2 separate regions of the Oncorhynchus kisutch genome follow, and region 2 is linked to region 1. The links are chromatin contacts, called in public Hi-C maps. All regions are on one chromosome and are shown on one strand. Each heading gives the region's core, a stretch centred on a gene start, on an enhancer-like site or on the middle of the called end of the contact. The rest is flanking DNA. Distances are from core to core; before and after follow the strand shown. Region 1 holds the start of mmadhcb (metabolism of cobalamin associated Db). Region 2 holds the start of LOC109867464.

Region 1 (7,084 bases), core at 1,160-3,659:
AGCAGCTCAGGGCAAGACTGTATTGCACACTCTACATTGGAGTTATCAAAGTACTGTTCTGCTCTGTTGAATATTTGTTCCGGGGGATCAGCCTCTTTCCCCTAAGACAAACAATCATGGAATGTTGCTTAGAAAACCAAAAATATCCCTGAATATTACGCTGCATAATATGCATATGCTTCATTATCACCAGAATAAATGTATGTCAATTGTGAAACCAACCACACTTACTTGGAACTCGCCGACAAATTGGGCAAGAATGAACTCATGCCTCTCGCCGCTGGAGGGAGCAGTGAGCACGTCGGGGACTGTCCGGTGGACTGGGCCATTAATCTTCTGTTCTGCTGTGCCTTCCAGGTGGCAGTCAAAGCCTGAGTTACCTGGCAGTTGGAAGCGCTGGTCCTGAGGCCCGAACGGACCCATACTATCATCTGGCCAAACTGTCCTGGGTCCTGACAATGAGACATCATTTAACAAGAAGTGGATCCAATTATTGAGCCAATTGATTCACACACCTTCTGAATAACAGACAGTTGGTATATGACGTTCACATTCAGGAAACTTCAGTATCATCATTGTGATTAGAGGTCTGCACTTACCAAGGTCAGGGGGTGTGATGGCTACACGAGGCTCATCAGAGCCAGATGATCCAGCACCAGAGAATGTTCTCTGGTTGGTTCCAGCAATCCGCCGGACCAGTACATGAAGCCCTGGCAGGTAAGTCACCAGCCTGGCTCTGCTACAGAGCACCTGAGGAACAGAGAAGGAACATCCCCATCAGGACACACACGACACAAGCATTAAGTGTGTGTGTGTGTGTGACATTGGATTCTGATCAAATCTCGAAGTCTATGTCAAATAGACTTACACTGGCCATCCTGTTGGGCCTCTCCCTCTTCTGTTATTCACTTGCAAAACTGCAAAAGACAAAGTAATAAATTAACCAACTGCACAAATCTCATTGAGATAAATCTCATTAGACACAAAACACTGAAAGTGGGTGCATAAACTGATCATCATCAAGCTAAATATCTCAAAGCTAACAGCAGTTGACTGTCAACAGGCTAACTAGCTGGCTACAAATAATTTGAATCACAATTCAGAATATCGTGTATCTACCTTACCCAGTAGTACCGCCACTTAGTGCTCATTGTCAACTATTTCAGATGACATAGCTGCCACAACATTACATAACAGGGTACAGCAGGACTGTAGGGAATGTTAGCTAGCTAGCTAGCCAGCTAATGTTAGCTAACTAAAAAGTGAGAGCTGTGGTGTATTCATTGGTCAGATTCTGTTGCAAAATGTTTTGCAACAGAAACGGTTTACTCCAAATGCTCTTGCAACATGACGTAAAAGAAGTTAGGTTCTTAAATGGAATTTGTAGTTAATTTTAATGTTATGGCAAAGACAGTAAGTACTGTATGGTTTCCTGACCATTCCAATCTGAATACTCTTTAAAGTGTTTGGCACAAGCTTCACAACTATAAATGATAAATTCTTCCATGCTCTAAAGTTGCGTGAAGTCCACAGGGTTCCTTCCACCTTCTTCCAGCTATGTTTCCCAACAGACCAAATGTTTTGCAACAGAATCCAACTAATGAATACACCCCTGCTCGCTAAACTGCAGTACATTTATTTTCAGTTTACATAGGGACGGCAGGTAGCCTAGTGGTTAGAGCTGACAAGGTAAAAATCTGTCGTTCTGCCCCTGAACAAAGCAGTTAACCCAGTGTTCCCCGATAGGCCGTCATTGCAAATTTGTTCTTAACTGACTTATCTAGTTAAATAAAGGTTAAATACATTTAAAAAATGGGTCAAATATAGCACTATTAGTAGTTAGAGCTAAGTATTTAAAATGAGGCCCTATGATGTGTGTAATCTGCATATAGGGCTAACCCTCCTGAAAGGGAATGTAAAAACGTATATTTTGTTTACATTCATCCCCAATATTGCACTTTTACGACTGTCCCTAAACCACCTGCGCGTCAGAAATCAGCATAATGCCTCCTTCTCTGTTAAGGAAAGTGCTCTCTAACATCATCTGATTCTCAATATATCCTATCATCATCCTATGACTCCATCTGATAGCTATTGACGAGCAAACTCTGAATATCGAAAGTAAAAACAAATTTACTGAGGGGCAAGACCACACAGCTAACGTGCTAGCTAGCTCTACGTTGGCCGATTTATAGTAGTTTAGGCTCTGACAATAAATGTAATATATTTACCTTAATTAAATTCGTTGAAGAATATCCCCTTCTTGCAAACATGAATCAATAAAATACGTTGAAAAGATCAATAGGTCTTATCTGTGTTTATCCTTGACCTAACTTTAGCTCGAATGCCATATATCTGCTTCACCTTTCGTTGTGCACATGCGCGCTTACGTGGATAAATGACGGAACCCTACGAGCAACATAAATGGCTTGACGTAACAAGGTTGCAAAAAAGAAATAACATCAAAATTCAGAATCATGTTTGCACACTAGATGTCGTTATATCCCTATCCATGAGTGGCAGCATGTAGCTACAGATTGATGCCAGCAAAGGCAATTCTAAGGAGAGTTTCAGACAAAAATGAATGTGAAAGTTTTCGTCAGTGTTTCTTGTGGCACTGTAATTAGTGGCTAACCTGTATAATGTATAAAATAATCCTCAAACTCCCGTTCAGATGAGAGCTTTGTACCTGAAGAGCAGTGTACCACCTGAGTGGTGCAGCAGTGCTAGAGGTGTACCTACTGACCCTGGTTCGATTCCAGTTGTATCACAACTGTCCGTGATTGGGAGTACCATAGGGTGGCGCCCAGTGTCGTGCAGGTTAGGATTTGGCCGGGGTAGGCTGTCATTGTAAATAAGAATTTGTTCTTAACTGACCTGCCTAGTTAAATAAAGGTAAAAATGTAGAGGTTGCTGTGCTAATGAGGGCATTTGATTAATGAACCGGGTTAACATTAACTTTGGAACGTTCTGATTTGAGAAGGGCGGTCTCTCACCACTTTTAGCCGTTCACGCCCGTTAATCAAACTCCCTCCATGTATTTATTTGAGTGTAAACATTCTGTGGACCAGTCTGTTGAGAACAAATGTTTGTTCTTCAAGTGCAGTCGCATAAACCTTCAAGCGCTATTATGAAACTGGCTCTCATGAGGACCGCCACAGGATAGGAAGACCCAGAGTTACCTCTGCTGCAGAGGATACATTCATTAGAATAACTGCACCTCAGATTGCAGCCCAAATAAATGCTTCACAGAGATCAAGTACAGACACATTTCAACATCAACTGTTCAGAGAAGACTGCATTATTAAGACATTCATGGTTGAATTGCTGCAATGAAACCACTACTAAAGGACACCAATAAGAAGAAGAGACATCCTTGGGCCAAGAAACATGAGCAATGGACATTAGAACAGTGGAAATCTGTCCTATGGTCCAAATTTGAGATTTTTGGTTCCAACCGCTGTGTCTTTGTGAGACGCAGTGTAGGTGAATGGATGATCTCCACGTGTGTGGTTCCCACCATGAAGCATGGAGGAGGAGGTGTGATGGTGTGGGGGTGCTTTGCTGGTGACACTGTCAGTGATGTATTTAGAATTCAAGGCACACTTAACCAGCATGGCTACCACAGGATTCTGCAGTGATATGCCATCCTATCTGGTTTTCGCTTAGTGGGACTATCATTTGATTTTCAACAGGACAATGACCCAAACTCCTGGGTGGCACAGTGGTCTAAGTGCTACCTGTGCCACCAGAGGTTCTGGGTTCGAGCCTAGGCTATGTCGCAGCCGGCTGTGACCGGGAGGTCCATGGGGCAGCCCAAAATTGGCCTAGCGTCGTCCGGGTTAGGGAGGGTTTGGCCAGCAAGGATATCCTTGTCTCATCGCGCACTAGCGACTCCTGTGTCGGGCTGGGCGCAGTGCACACTGACCAGGTCACCAGGTGTATGGTGTTTCCTCCGACACATTGGTGCGGCTGGCTTCCGGGTTGGATGTGCCTTGTATCAAGAAGCAGTGCAGTTGGGTTGTGTTTCGGAGGATGCATGGCTCTGGACCTTTGCCTCTCCCAAGTCCGTATGGGAGTTGCAGCGATGAGACAAGACTGTAACTACTACAAATTGGATACCACGAAACTGGGGAAACAAAAGGGGGTAAAAAATTTTTTTTTAAACAACAGGATATATTTTTCCTTTCTATTCTAACTCAGTGTAACCGATGTGAAATGGCTAGCTAGTTAGCGGTGATGCACGCTAATAGCGTTTCAATCGGTGACATCACTCGCTCTGAGACCTTGAAGTAGTGGTTCCCCTTGCTCTGCAAGGGCTGCGGCTTTTGTGGAGCGATGGGTAACAATGCTTCGTAGGTGTCAGTTGTCTATGTGCGCAGAGGGTCCCTGATTCGAGCCCGGCGCCGGGACGGACTAAAGTTATACTGTTACATCAGCCTGGAAGATTAAGCCGTTTGCATCTGAGAATATTATTCACATTGTGCAAGAACGTTTATAACAGATATCAAGAGCTTGATATGAAGTAAACTGAAACAAAACTGCTGCATGATGCCAAAGCTGACCTCTAACCCCTCACCCTGTCCCCCATGTCCTCTGAAACCATAACCAGCTGCACTGTGAAATTAACTTGCTTGTCATTCTGCCGCTGAAGAGTTGGAAGTTAATTGAAAGGCTGGTCTCCTCCCTCTGTGTCAGAGGGGTCACGATGTTATGGAGTAATGATCATTATTGGGTGAAAGAGGTTCCACTGAGGACAGAGACAGGAGAGATAGAGAGAGAGAGAGAGAGAGAAAGGGGAGTGAGAGAGAGAGAGAGAGAGAGAGAGAGAGAGAGAGAGAAAGGGGAGTGAGAGAGAGAGAGAGAGAGAGAGAGAGAGAGAGAGAGAGAGAGAGAGAGAGAGAGAGAGATGGAGAGGGATAACCAATCTGTGACTGGCCTGTCCAGATTAACCCCATAACCTTGACGCTGGCCCCCTCCACAGCAGGGGCATTGTCATTAAAGCCAGGAGTCACGCTGGGGGTCAGTGCTCTCTCTTATCTCAGAGCGTCCCCATGGACAATTAACCTGACAGGTTGTCACTCTGAGGAGCAAGTCTTCACTGTGGACCTATAGGTCTCTATAGGTCCCTATAGGAGCTCAGCCAACTTTAACATTAACATTCAGTCTGCTGCAGCTTTCTGTTTGAGGAAACCCAGCTAGCACATTTGGTTCCTTGGAAGTTGTGGGAATGTACATTTTTGGCTCCCCATTGGTTCTGGAAACAAAGCATTAAAGGGCCATTTTTTAAATGTTCATCAACTCCAGCACCACCCACGTCAACATATGTGAAAATGTGTGCGTTTCTATGTTTTACAGTTAAATTGCCTATAAATTGTGTGCTGTTTGGTTAATGATGTCATTGGAAACACTTATCTTCCTCTATCTTTTTACAAAAAAACATAGAAATGCGCCATTTTCACATATGTCGATGTTGGGTTGGTTCTGGGGATGATGAATATGTAGTAGAAACATTTTTAAGATTCCTGACCGGTAAAACAGAAAGTTTGTTAAACATTCGGAGAATGGAAGTGAAAATTCTGGGAATCCCTGTTCTGGGAATGTAAATGTTTAGGTTGCTGGACAGTTCTGAGAAGGTTTTACTATAGTCCCCTTAATGTTTCCTGTGAGGTTTTTATCAACTTTGTGAGAATGAAAATTATAGGTAATTTGAAGGTAATTAAATCATGTTTCAGTAAGACTTATTTCTATTAAAGCATATTGGATGACTGTCATATTCCACCCCCCCCCCCCCCTAAATTAAACATCTATATGTTTAGGTTACATGATACTAAAATGTTCCCTAAACCAGCCGCAACCTAGCCTATGAATTAAAGTTTACAACGTAGATGCACAGGTCCAGAGAAAATTAGGAATAATCAAGGTGACAGACAGTGACACATTCAATACCGCCATGCACACTCTTGCCTGCATCTAGGTGAGCTAGGGTGTAATCATTAGTTCAACTGTTGCAAACGAGAGTTTCTATTGGAAAAAAACAAACATGTTTATCCCAGTTTTGATCCGTTTGCTTTCTTTCAAGAAATGCTTTCAACAGAATTGGCAGAATGAATACACCCCTGATCACATGCAAACCCAGTTCACTTTCATAGCAGCCACATACAAAGAGCAGGATCGCTTTGCTCGTTAATTCCTTCTTGCATCTACTCACTCTCCTCCTCACCTTTTCCCTTCGCTTGTGTACTTCAGTGCACAACACATCAGCTGTCTGTGACCAGGCTAAAAAACCTTTCGAAGCCAAACCTTCATATCATAACCGCTAACCTCTATACACAGCCTACATAATTGTCACCATATTTGCTAACGTAATTGTCACCATAGCTACAATAACTAACGCGGTAGTATAAACCCGCTACAATCATGCAGTGCAGTGTACAGACAGCAAGCAGTTTAGTAGTTACACTGGCAGGCCCTGTTAGCAATAATTTAATACAACCAAAAGCTTACCTTGACTTGAAAAGTTCCAGGGTTGGATAGCCATAGCCAGCTAGCTAAAATGGCATCCCTCACTGTTTGAGCCTGGTTTTTGAGTAGGCTAAACCAGCTAGCTGCATTTGCTAGCTAAGTAGCTAGCTACGTGAAAGTGAGAAAGTGAAAAAAAATACAATGAATTATAGCTAGCTAGCTCTCTCTCTCTTGCTTCTCCTTAATTGTTTATAGAAAGGAATTTGTTCAAAACTGTTTAACTATTGTCTTTCTCTGTCTTTGAGTCAACTACTTACCACATTTTATGCACTGCAGTGATACTGTAGCTAGCTGTAGTTTATGCTTTCAGTACTAGATTCATGAGCCTCCAAAGTTTTGTATTTAAGTTAATGGAGGACGGAAACTAGCTGCCCTCCGGCTACACCATGGTGCTACCCTACAGAGTGCTGTTGAGGCTACTGTAGACCTTAATTGCAAAGCAGTGCGTTTTAATTAAATTATTTGGTGAATATATTTAGTATAATTTTATCCAAAAAGGACAACTTTTTGAATGTTTCACTATTTTTATGAAATTCACTGAGGAGGATGGTCCTCCCCT
Region 2 (7,084 bases), core at 3,030-5,529, 240 kb after region 1:
TATCTAATAACATTGTGTTTAATTTGATGTTTTTAGTAATAAACCATATATTGTGATAATGATAGGATCGTTGGCCTTAACGCTATGGTCAGAATTAGAGGGGGAAATGTATTTAGAGCTATATATATATATATAATACCGTTGTGTGCTAAGTATCAAGTGCAGTTATTCACCAGTTATAAAGTGTGTTTTAGTTGTCTACCGTTCTGTTTGTAAGACTGCATGGAGATGCAACAATGGCATTGAGAACAGCAGGAAGTGTGTTGATGGTCTTTATCTGGTCTGAGACAGGTATGGTCTTATTCCTAACCTTTCAGTAACCATCCTTTTCCTATCCTTTGCTATTCAATCTATAGACATTTCTAAACAATTCTAACAATTCACAATAAGTTGCTTCTCAATGTTCATTTGTTGTAAGTGATTAATTTCCTTGTTAATATTTAGATTTGCTCCTCACACCTCACATATAGTATATGCTTGTGGTTTCCATTCGCTTATCTCTCCTCAACTGGTGAAAAAAATTGGGTGTGGGCCAGGGGTTTCTTTAATGGTTCTTTAGTTGCCCTGTGATGTGTGACTGTGTTGCAGTGGTACTAGGTCAGAATGGCTGGAGGGTGACTTACAACCCTCAGAGTATCTGTGCCTTGAAGAGGTCAACAGTGGATCTGTCCTGCTCTTATACATATCCCAGAGGTCATACAGTCACAGGGACATCATGGTTCTATAGATGGTCTGTTGTGAAACCTCAGCATGATGATCGTGTGGAGTGAATGACTGCACCCTGAGAATCACAGACCTGAGAGAGAGTGACTCAGCTGAGTACTGGTTTACATTTAGGACTCAGATCATACAAGGTCATGTCTTTCAAAGTGTGAGAAGTGAGAGCTATTCTGGCAGTCCTGGAGTCAGGCTGTCCGTCACAGGTACACTATTTTGTAATACTTTATCAGTTACATTCAAGTCTTTGGAAATCTGTTTTAATTTGATATTATACAGTACATTAGGAATGACAGTCTGTATATAATATGGACGTCTTGTGTCATTTGCTTACAATGGTTGTTGGGTAAGTTGATAAGGTTATAATGTTTGTTTTTAATCACAGGCCTGGAGGCAAAATTTCAAACTATAGTGACAGAGGGACAGCCTGTGACACTGACCTGTAGCACCACCTGTACTCTGACTGCCAACCCCACCTACATCTGGAAGAAGAACAGACAACGTCTCACAAACCCAAAGACCAAAAGTAACTACCTGTACCTAGACCCAGTCAGCAGTGAGGATACAGGCAGATACTCCTGTGCTGTAAACGGCCATGAGAATCTCCCCTCTGCTGAAGAGACTCTCACTGTCAGATGTGAGTACAATAAATATATATAATCTAACCAATTTAATTCTAGTATTATACTTTGGTTACACTGTGTGTTCATTCCCAACACTAGATGGCCCAAAGAGAGTGTCAGTATCAGTCAGTCCTTCTGGTAAAATAGTGGAGGGCATTTCAGTGACTCTGACCTGCAGCAGTGATGCCTACCCAACTGTGGACAAATACACCTGGTACAAGAAGAACGTAACCTCACCAAAAGCATCAGGACAGAGTTACAGCATCACTAACATCAGCTCTGAGGACAGTGGAGAATACTACTGTGAGGCTGAGAATACAATTGGAGCCCAGATATCTACACCTCAATTGATCATTGTAGCCGGTAAGATTGTGTTTTTATTTTAAATTTCAAGTTACACTATCAGATAACATTCATATCATTCTTTATGCTTTAGAGAAACAAGCTTCTGTGAAGAATGCATCTATAGGAATCATAGTGGTTGTTCTGGTTCTCATCCTCTGTCTCTCTGTCCTTATGTGGTTCAGGTGAGTGAATAATTTACCTCTTTTACATTGTGTTTTTTATAATTGATCTTGATTGATTTGAATTGATTCATCCATTCATGTTCATTCATTCTTTAATTTACAAAACAGGAAGAAGGCCTCCAAATCCACCTCTGACACAAGAGACACAGTAGACAATGGACAGGTGAGTGTTGGAATCAGTTGACTGAGAACTAAAGTGGTCTTTGAAGAGATGGACTCAATGACTGTGGTATTACTTTATTTTTCAACCCTCATGTTGTCTGCCCTCTCTCCTCATCAGCAAGACTCTAGTCCCGTGTATGACAACATCTCAGGCATGGCCATAACCCATACTGCAGCACCGACAGTGGACACAGACAACCAGGATAACGTTCAATATGCCAGCATTCAACACAGAAACCAGGAAGTGCCTGAATACTCCACTGCCCAACCGTCTCAACCCCAGAAACAGGAGGAGGATGTCCAGTACGCTGCTGTGAAATTTAACCACACCAGTGCTGTTGACATGCCAGTAGAGACCACTGGAAACACCAAGTTTTAGTGTAGCTGGTGAGACATACAAAAGTAAAGAGAAATAAGCCAATCGTTATGGACGAATTGTAGGGATATTTTCCAACTATTCTTCTTGTATAATATGTTTGCTCCAAAAATGCATTTCTTGTAAAACTTCACTGATGTTTTGGTAGTTAGAAAGAGGCCTCATGAAGACAGGACGTCAGCTCTGCATCCCAATTTTAGTCCCTCAGTACTTCTAGTTGGTGTCAACCACAGACATCACATTATTATTATTTCGCACTGTCAGTAGGTCCCCTTCCACACCTGGCGACATTAATTTGCTACATCACTACACCCTAGTTACACCTCCACACCTGGTGACATTAACCAGGGTGTAGTGCTGTAGTAAATGAATGTCACCAGGTGTTGAGATGGAGGTGTAACCAGGGTGTAGTGCTGTAGTAAATGAATGTCACCAGGTGTTGAGATGGAGGTGTAACCAGGGTGTAGTGCTGTAGTAAATGAATGTCACCAGGTGTGAAGGTGGAGGTGTAACCAGGATGTAGTAATGTAGTAAATGAATGTCACCAGGTGTGGAGGTGTAACCAGGGTGTAGTGATGTAGTAAACACTGTCTGTGTGGGTGGACCATTTCAGTTTGTCTGTGATGTGCACGGCGAGGAACTTAACTTTCCACCTTCTCCACTACTGTCCCGTCGATGTGGATAGGGGGCTGCTCCCTCGGCTGTTTCCTGAAATCCACGATCATCTCCTTTGTTTTGTTGACATTGAGTGTGAGGTTATTTTACTGACACTACACTCCGAGGGCCCTCACCTCCTCCCTGTCGGTGTTGATCTTCAGGATCTTCAGGATCTGTGCTACCACTAGGGAAAAAAGGGGAATCCCAGTATTACACATACAATGAACATAGATAACTCTGGAATAGGATCAAATCTGATTTGTACCGTACATTACTATACATTCATTTGTCCTTTATCAAGCCACAAAAGTAAGTGATCTATCCTATTATATATCAAAGGCTAATCCAAAATGAGAAGACATGGTCCCTTTGTCTGTTCATATCTGGCCGCCCTGATTCCTGTACCTTTTTCCTTGATGCACTGACCGCTGTCATCACTGCCCTCGTTCTCCTTACTGGAAAAACGTCACATTCTTCTCAGGGATCTGGGCATAGATCTGAAGCTAGCAGAGTCAATACTGTGAGTGTTTGTTTATTTTTAGTTCCCTCATATTAAGTTCATATCAAAGCAATCTGTTGTTACAGCCTGCCGATCAAATTGACAGAGGGGTGGACATTCTGAACCTTGTTTGAGGTCAGTAGGTCACATGACCAAGGAGCTATTGAAATTAGAAACATTGAAAAACATTGAAAAATTGCATGAGATGAAAATAGACAAACTAAAGGGTCTGCAATGTGTAGGGCCGCTGAGTGTACATTCTTTAAAGTCAGTATGACCAAGGAGCTATTGAAATTATGAATTTTAAAACATTTATGAAAAACCGTGTGAGATGAAAATGGACAAACTAAAGGGTGTGCAATGTGTAGGCCCACTGAGTGGACATTCTGAACCTTGTTTGAGTCAAATAGGTCACATGACCAAGGAGCTATTGAAATTCGAATGTAGAAAAAGTTTAACATTGCTTACGCTCCCTAACTAATTAATCTAGGAATACAAAATTCTGCTTGCTCACATTTCCACATGTTTATTAGCTTTGGAAAGCGAATGAATGTCCAAATCGTGAAAATAAGACCTGTGCAATGTTGTGCGCAATTTGTCCAAAATCATGACACTTATTTGGAGTCTGTGGCTCAAGTGGTTTGAAAGCGCGAATATCCGTCGAATATCCAATTTAAAACTGGCTTTACCTCGGTGGAGAACCGATTAACTTTCTTGTTCACTAATACTTCAAATTCCTTGAAGTCACGAGGTTAAAATCAAAAGTGAAAGTTATTTTATGCACTATACAGGGCGCAACCATCTGGGCTCGACACAACATATTAGCACGGATTTTCCATAATAACCGAAATAAAAAAAGACACTAGCACGATTTCAGAGTGTGGAATCTCAGAATCCTCGTTCCCCTGAGACACGAACTGTCACTTCAACAGGACAGGTGAGCAATCAAAGTTTCTGAAATAAGAGTCATACAAGTATGATCACGCTTCAATCAATATAGGTCGACCTAATTTTCTGAATAATGACGGAAAAAACACTGATTTTGGAGGGTCTGCCAGACGACCTAGACAAAATTAGATCCAAGTTGGATTTGTACTTCAAAAACAAAAGGAGGTCTGGAGGAGAGGTATTACAAATTCAAGACTATCCTGGGGACAAGAAGAAGGCTCTGCTCGTTTACCTCGAAGATGCATGTAATTATAAAAATATTTTGAAATCAAAATATGTACATACTGTCAATTTAGACACATAATCTGATTGTGAATACATTAGCCTAATTATACAGTTTATCTATTGTGCTCCGGCCTATATCTGAAGTATTGTGATAAACAGTTAATGTAAAGTATTTTGACAAACATCTGAGGCACCAAGATTGTGTTCAGTAATGTAATGTCTTAGGAGCCAAAACAGCAGAATCTGGTTTTGTACAATGGGTTAATTTGGCAGAGACTACATATACTGTACCTAATGATGGTATTTTATCATATCCCCAGCTCTGCAGAAAGTGTTGGCTAAAAGAGATCATAAGATAGATTTTAAAAAACCCATTGGGGTGGTTGAGCTTCAAGTGGAACTGAAAGAGAATGGCGGTGAAACAAAAGTGAAGAATGTTAAACCACCTCTCTTACCAAAAAGAGACAATCTGACTCTTGTGGGAAAATCTGCACTCAACACCGAAGAGAAGGTGATTCTTTGTTTATTTGTTATATTGCATCAAGTTTGCCATATTACAATATTTTGACATGTGTTTTTCTGTGCTTGTCTTTATCTGTGATGTAGCAGCCAGTGTCAGACAGTCAAGCAGGTAAGACTGATATTCATAAAGACACTTATTCATCAATGTATAACATCAGTATGGGAATCATATTCATGTTAATGCTCTCTCTCTCTCTCTCTGTGTGTGTGTGTTTCTGTTTATTTTTCAGATTCAGGGGAGGATAAGGATATTAAAGCAAACACACATACACTGCTTGTTAGAACCACAAAGGAACTTGAAAAGGAGCTCCTTAAATTGTATTTTGACCAGTTTGCATCGGAAGAAGAAGGGGCCAGCATTACAAGACATGGCAAGAATAGCTGGATCCTCAAACTGTCCTTTCAGTCAGGTAAGGAGTTTTTTTTTTACATAGACTTATATAATTTAAATATTCTTTCCTCCAATTCATATTATATGATTTACTGTATATGATTTACTGTATTATTAACCACACACTTGGATTTATTTTACTGTAATCAGTGTACATTTCCACTTTGTACCTGTTGGAATAAACACTGTAATTAGATCTGCCATACTTGTTTATCATTCAGAAGTTGCTTTGCTATGACTGTAAAATGGAATGTCTCATCATAGCTGGGAATATGGATCATGAGGAAATGCTTCCTTCCCAGTCACAAGAACACAATGGCTGCTATTTGAGTCTTTGCATTTTAGAGAATTTACATTGTTACATTACATGTCATCTACTTATATCAACAGGTGAACATCATATGAGTTAATTTCTTGAGTCTGTTTGGACAATCATGCCCACCAATAAATTATTTACCTCCTGTCAGATGCAGAGAAAGTCCTTGCCAAGAAGGAGTATCAGTATGGCATTTCTGTGGAGGTGTACAATGACACTGCTGTGGAAGGGAAACTGGACAACAGGCGCTTCGTCCTGACTGGGTTTAATGAGAGCTGCAAGTGCGACATCATCTCTCTGTTCATCGGCAGCTGCAGCCAAGGAGCTGAGCATGCCTGGGAGACCCTGGACGATGGAGACGGAGTAGTGGTCAGTTTCAAACAGAACATTGGTGGGTCCACAGATACATCAAAAACATGTATACACACTATCTCTAATATTACGCCATTAAGTGACCAAAAAGCGGCATACAATACTAATCTAACTATTAACATTTTATGTTACGCAGACATAAAGTCCTTCCTTAGGAAATGTTCATCAAAGAAGTACCAGGGCATGGAGATCGGGGCGTGTCATTTAGAGCTGACAGACTCTGTGCTTGTCCAGGGGGACATGAGCCAAATCAAAGGAGGAGTGGAGGAGGCCCTCAATCTCTACTTCTCTAGCAAAAGGAGCAAAGGAGGAGATATCAAGTCCCAGATCTGGGTTACCAAGGGCAAGAGCATGGTCATCACCTTTGAAGACTGTCATGGTAGGCCCCTTTTCAATTACATTATCCTCTAGAAATAGGATGACGTTTTAAGCTAACCTGTTCAGTAAATAATTCTGCCCTCTGTTCTCCTTATTTCAGTTGCCTATCAGGTTGCGGAACACAAGCATCATTTCGGTGGGGTGGACCTCATAGCTCAGCTATTCTACTCCAGTCTGCAGAAGGCGTTAACAGGGCAAACAGCCCTCCAATCAGACATCCCTTCTAACATAGCCCTTTGTCTCAGTTCAGCACTTTTCAACTTCATTAAATGTGATGAAGCCCGCAAGCAGGATTTAACAACTGGACTACGTAAGGTCAATGCTAGCGTCTCCTTCAATATGATCACAGAACCCCCACAGATGGAGCTGGA

What was found. A called contact is a pair of places that touch in the nucleus more often than the background predicts.
Region 2: a Hi-C map of liver shows a contact between it and region 1, with 5 times the contacts expected there. The contact joins the promoter of LOC109867464 here to the promoter of mmadhcb in region 1. A contact is called at or near these places in 2 of 2 Hi-C or Micro-C datasets (liver and muscle).

What each region holds. Positions count from the first base shown.
Region 1 is chrLG2:47,538,949-47,546,032 of Okis_V2, forward strand. It overlaps mmadhcb (metabolism of cobalamin associated Db), which reads right to left and starts at 2,410. Exons shown (of 8, transcript XM_020456618.2): 1 at 2,232-2,410; 2 at 869-917; 3 at 600-750; 4 at 232-452; 5 at 1-101. The coding sequence starts at 877.
Region 2 is chrLG2:47,780,541-47,787,624 of Okis_V2, forward strand. It overlaps LOC109867464, which reads left to right and starts at 4,280. Exons shown (of 26, transcript XM_031802138.1): 1 at 4,280-4,754; 2 at 5,055-5,245; 3 at 5,341-5,365; 4 at 5,487-5,666; 5 at 6,115-6,354; 6 at 6,472-6,714; 7 at 6,814-7,084. The coding sequence starts at 4,583.